2 separate regions of the Drosophila melanogaster genome follow, and region 1 is linked to region 2. The links are chromatin contacts, called in public Hi-C maps. All regions are on one chromosome and are shown on one strand. The core of a region is the stretch at or near the end of the contact, and the rest is flanking DNA. Distances in the headings are between cores, read along the strand shown. Region 1 holds the start of nes (nessy). Region 2 holds the start of CNPYb (Canopy b).

What was found. Hi-C and Micro-C count contacts between places; a contact is called where the count stands out from the background.
Region 1: a Hi-C map of the Kc167 cell line shows a contact between it and region 2, with 5 times the contacts expected there. A contact is called at or near these places in 22 of 107 Hi-C or Micro-C datasets (the Clone 8 cell line, the D17-c3 cell line, the Kc167 cell line and 10 more) and 4 of 7 datasets of targeted methods (the Kc167 cell line and the S2 cell line).

Annotation. Positions count from the first base shown.
Region 1 is chr3L:19,259,345-19,262,044 of dm6, reverse strand. nes (nessy) reads left to right here and starts at 1,366. Exons shown (of 4, transcript NM_079433.3): 1 at 1,366-1,512; 2 at 1,815-1,930; 3 at 2,477-2,700. The coding sequence starts at 1,822. It overlaps Bet1 (Blocked early in transport 1), which reads right to left and starts at 651. Exons shown (of 2, transcript NM_168789.5): 1 at 390-651; 2 at 1-332. The coding sequence starts at 295. It also overlaps asRNA:CR45210.
Region 2 is chr3L:19,094,888-19,097,587 of dm6, reverse strand. CNPYb (Canopy b) reads left to right here and starts at 1,371. Exons shown (of 1, transcript NM_140832.4): 1 at 1,371-2,698. The coding sequence starts at 1,446. The coding sequence ends at 2,111. Naxd (NAD(P)HX dehydratase) reads left to right here. Exons shown (of 2, transcript NM_140833.3): 1 at 1-282; 2 at 361-1,189. The coding sequence ends at 936.

The DNA of each region.
Region 1 (2,700 bases), core at 117-2,616, 160 kb before region 2:
TGTAGCACATTTGGCGAGCACCACCGCCCTGTTTGGCCAGTCGCACCACCCGCGTCATCGCGTTGCCCAGAAATCCACTCGTCCGGTCCATGTCGTCGTCGATGCCGCGCAGCAGCTTGTCCTGGTAGCGCACCTCATTGCCTATATCGATGGTGAGGGACTTCAGGGCCCCGATCTTCTGCTTCAACTCCTCCGCCGCCTGCTCGTTTTCCGCCTCCAAGGCGTCGTGGCTCGCAGGATGGGGCCCTGAAGGGTGCTGGTTTAGGGGCTGGTACGGGTAGTTGTTGCGGCGCATACTGCTCCCCGAGTGTGCCAGTTTGGCATCCGGATTGCTGCGGATCGGGTGAATTTAACGAAATTAATTAATTATAAATTAATACAATGCTCACAAATCTCAGTTTTCGAAGTGACACGTAAACGTAAACATGTAATCTCACCCAGCGGCAGAACAGCTGTTGGGATATACGCTTCTTGGCTCAACCTTTGTGGTTGACTGTGCATTGACCCTTGACCTCGTGTTGTGATTTCCAGAATCGGTTGACTAATGCCTCTACTTATTAAACGAAACTTTTTAAATTCTCATGCAATTCAATTTTTAGTCGCCGAGCAGTGTGACCAAAGCGGAGTAGCAAAATTATTCCGTAGCAATGCGTGTGGCAGAGATTACGATTTTCAATTAACCCATTGCTTGCCAATACGCTTTTAATATCGTAAGTTCTTTCTATAAGTTTCCAAAACTTACTATATATATATATATATATTGTTTTAAGATTTCATAAAAATTTGATTAGGGAAATCGGGACAGACAACGAGACAGTCGGCGGTCGGCAAAAATTCACCTCCAAATAACTAAAAAATAAATAAATAAAAATCGTCCCCATGTTCAAAATTCCACAGTTTCACCATCGCCGCTAAAAAAAAATTTGTATTATATTTAGGTGTTCATTAAAATATGGTACGTACAGTTATTATTACACATATTATGTGTAAGAATTATTAGTTTATTATATATAATGCAAAAACAATATTAGTTTAATATTAATTAAATAGTAATTAGGCAATTCAAACATTATTTGTAATTATTTCAAATAAAATAAATAAAATATATTCATAAAAATATGGGACATATGTAAAATATGTCAAAGAATTATTTAATAACAATGCATAAAATACTGTTATTAGCAGTTCGTTTTAATATGCAAACAAATTTAATCAAATATAAATAAAGCATGTTTTTAGTAGATAGTAAAAACATATATGGTTATATGTGGATCCTAAGTACTACTTTTAAATGTTAGAAACAGTGGGTTAATCCGTGTGCCTATTACTGTTAGAGTCGGGTAATTTCCGTGCTCTCGCCTACGGCCACACTGCTCCAGTGTTAGTAACTTAACTTTAGGTAATTTTGGCCATAATTTGGCATGCCGCTCTCGATTTTGTTGCTCCCGCTCGCTTTCATCAACTGGCCGTGAAATCAATAAGCATAAAATATTCAAGTTCGTGCGGTGGCAAGTGCGTCATTATCGAGTTCACTGGTTCGCCGAGATAATGCGACCTTTGCATTTGAATTTTCATTGACCCTGACCAAGTGCACTCGTTTGTTGTTGCTGTTGCTCTTCCTCTTTTCTTAATCAGCCTCCCCCTTGCCCCTTGACGCACTCCTTTGATGATCAAAAAACAATCAGTTTGCGTAATATGCGCCAATGACAACAGCAACAATTACGGCGTGATAAGGACTGGAGCGCAATAACCCAGCGAATCCGAATCACGCGAGTAGAGTTCACTGATAGCACTGCAACTCTTTTCTCTTCTAGATTTAGCATGGCGGAATTCGAGGAGGACTTGCCCCACAATGGCCTGATGGACGGGATCGCCTCGGGAGTGGGCGTTCCCGTGGAGGCACTCCGGCTGCTACTCACCATTCTGGCAGGTAAGATGCCCCAGCAGCAGTGCTTTTTGGTAGGGACACTGAATACTCGAAGTATCTTAAAGTCAAGTGATTAAGTTAAGATATTTTCTCCGGATATTTATATCCGCATATCACGCAAATTCATTGCACATATACGTTATACATATGTTTGCACAGGTGTTTATAAATTATGTACCTATCATTGAAGACTGTGTTATTTTTGATTTTTTTTTTGTCAGTGGTCATATACAACTTGCATGGTTTTAATTGAAATGTATCGTTAAATGAACTTTTTCACAAACTGCTTAGTAACAATAAGATTTAATGCTTAACAATGTTCCTAAATAAATTACAAACCCCTTTAAAATTTTACCATGACTCCCAAAATTCCATAAAAATGTGACTCATTCCTATTAGATAGGAATTTGATTACAGTCAGGCTATGCAAAAACGTTAACTAAACGTGAAAGAATCGTTGAAGCTTCCAAATTAGTTGAAAATGTTTACTACATGATTTAAACTTTGTATTGCTAAATCAATCCAACTAATGTATATAATTTGTTTCAGGTTATCCGGTGGCAGCATTATATCAAAAATTTATTTCTGTTATTGCCGATAAAACAGTGCATCACATGTTCTTTGCTGGATGCGGCGCTGGATTGTGTTACTTTAACTATGGGCTCGACACATATCACTCACTGATAGCCATCCTAACCACCTATTTCCTGGTACTCCTCCTGCGAAAGAAGACGCAGATATTTCTGGCCATCAACTTCGTTTTCCATATGAGC
Region 2 (2,700 bases), core at 122-2,621:
GCTCTGTTCAAGACGGTGGTGCCCAAGCTGGTGAACAACAAGCACAAGGGACAGTACGGACGCATTGGAGTGATCGGTGGGTCCCTGGAGTACACCGGAGCGCCGTACTTCGCGGCCATTTCCTCGATAAGAGTGGGCGCTGACCTGGCGCATGTGTTCTGCCATTCAAATGCGTCGGCCATTATCAAGTCCTACAGTCCCGATCTTATCGTGCATCCAGTGCTAGACTGTGTGGATGCAGTGGAGAGAATAGCGCCCTGGTTAGAGCGACTTCACGTCGTTGTGAGTAGCCCCCCCCCCCCACCTACATACGTATATGCTACATTTATACAATTAAATGCTAAATTTAGAATCGTTAAGGTTATTGGACCTGGACTGGGTCGGGAGCCGGGCATCCTGAAGACGGCATCCAACGTACTCAAGCTGTGCATGGACACCAAGAAACCAGTTGTCATAGACGCCGATGGACTGTTTCTGCTCAACGACAATCTGAATCTGATCTGTGGACAGCCGAATGTCATACTCACGCCAAATGTCATGGAGTTCCAGAGACTGTTTGGCGAGGATGACCAGGCGGCGCGCCAGAAAATGTCCCTCCTGGGAGCCGGAGTAACTGTCCTGGAGAAGGGCGCCAACGACAAGATCTATCTCCCTCACTGCAACGAAGTTCACTCAATGCCTAGCGGCGGTTCCGGTCGCAGGTGCGGTGGACAAGGTGACCTGCTCTCCGGATCTTTGGCCACCTTCTTCTCGTGGTCACTGCAGTCGGGTGAACCCAATCCCGCCCTGGTAGCTGCATGTGCCTCTAGTTACTTTGTGAAAAAGTTAAACGCGGCTGCATTTCAAAAGTTTGGCCGCAGCCTACTGGCCAGTGACATGGTCAATCAAATACCCAGCGTATTTCAGACCGAGTTCGAAAACAGCGATCCTCAATAGTCATTTACTGGACTTTGAACTAATTCCAGCTGTTTGTTTTTTAAAACAAGGCGACCATTAACCGAATTTTCAATTATCGTGGGATTTTTAATGTCTTTAACAGAGAACATATTGGAATGGATAGAAATGTTATGGGAATTTTTTAATTGCATTTAAACAACGTAAGAACATCTGGTTCGTTAATTTGAAAGCTGCATCTTGTTACAGATAAAATGTTTCGGCATTCATAATAAAACCATATTGATTCAATTTTAATAAACCGTTTAAGCATGACTTCTGTTTTAATAAACAAATAAAATAAAATAAAAGTTTTTTTTAAATGTATGTAGGATAATAAATCATAAAAAAGAAAATAGATTTGATATAGATTATTTTAAAGGTATTGGCGGGAAAAAGCTAAGTCGTCGGTTCCGTTCGGTTGTTGGTGTTTTGCAGCACTGGTCTTCTCGCGAGCGGCATTTCCACGTCAGGTTTATTATTGTTTTTTTGGAATTTATCAAGCAGTGAAAATGCTCCTCAAAAGACTGCCTGGCTTTGTAACACTCTGGGTCGTCCTGCAGTTAGCCGGAGCTGATTCGCCCGAGGAGGAGCAAGGCGTTCGCTACGCAAACCGCTGCGAAGCCTGCAAAATCCTGGCCACCGAATTGGAAGCTCGACTTGGAGAGACCGGCAAGTCGCACGACGTCATCGAAATCGGATACTCCGTTGACGATGTGAAGCCCAAGAAGCGCACTGAATACCGGCGCAGCGAACTGCGACTGCTCGAGTCCCTGGAGAACGTGTGCGAGCGAGTGTTGGAGTACAATCTGCACAAGGAACGCTCTGACAGCACGAGATTCGCCAAAGGTATGTCCCAGACCTTCCAGACGCTCCATGGCCTTGTGGACAAGGGCGTCAAGGTGGATCTGGGAATACCCTACGAGCTGTGGGACAAGCCCCCGGTGGAGGTCACCCAAATGAAGACCCAGTGCGAAAACCTACTGGAGGAGTACGAGGAAACCATCAGCGAATGGTACTTTAAGCACCAGGATGAGAAGTCACTGAAGAAGCATCTCTGCGAGGACCATGTGCTCAAGAAAAAGGCCGAAAGGGAATGCCTCAAGGAGCAGCTTGCTCCTCCGGAGGCTAAAAAGGCCAAAAGGGAAAAAGCCAAGGGCGACAAGGAGGAGCTGTGAGCCAAATAATCCAAGTATATCCTAGGAATCCCTACCATATTGTAATTCCATGTCGAAAAATGTAGATGTAGTGCAGCTGTTGTCGATGCAATTTTTAAAAGTAACACAAATTTTAGTTTTTGAATGAACTCAAGCATTGACAAACTAAATGTAGTAGTTACTTAAATTCCAATGATCTTACTTTTTTTCGAAATGGAAATCATTTTAAGTTTTACCACCTATAGAACAAAGCGAAAAGTGTTTAATTAGCTTAAGTGAACTCACTATGTCTCTCAAGCTAATCTGTATAACTTCCACAACGACTGAGCCACAGAATGCTACTGAAAGTTTCGCCTGGGGCCATTGGCTTATTGATTTCGGCCACGAATTGGGGTCGACAATTAAAAGTTGACTGCCCTCAATGAGGTGGCCAGTCATAACCCCCAGCCAGAAATTCAGGTGTTCATGCCATGTCCATGTCAATAAATGAGATTTTGCGCATTTTCTAGGAACCTACGGCACTGAATGGAAGAGAGTTATCCTTAAATACATGTACATTTTATAACTAACATTTAGTATTTACGATTAAATATAGATTATCTGTGCATAC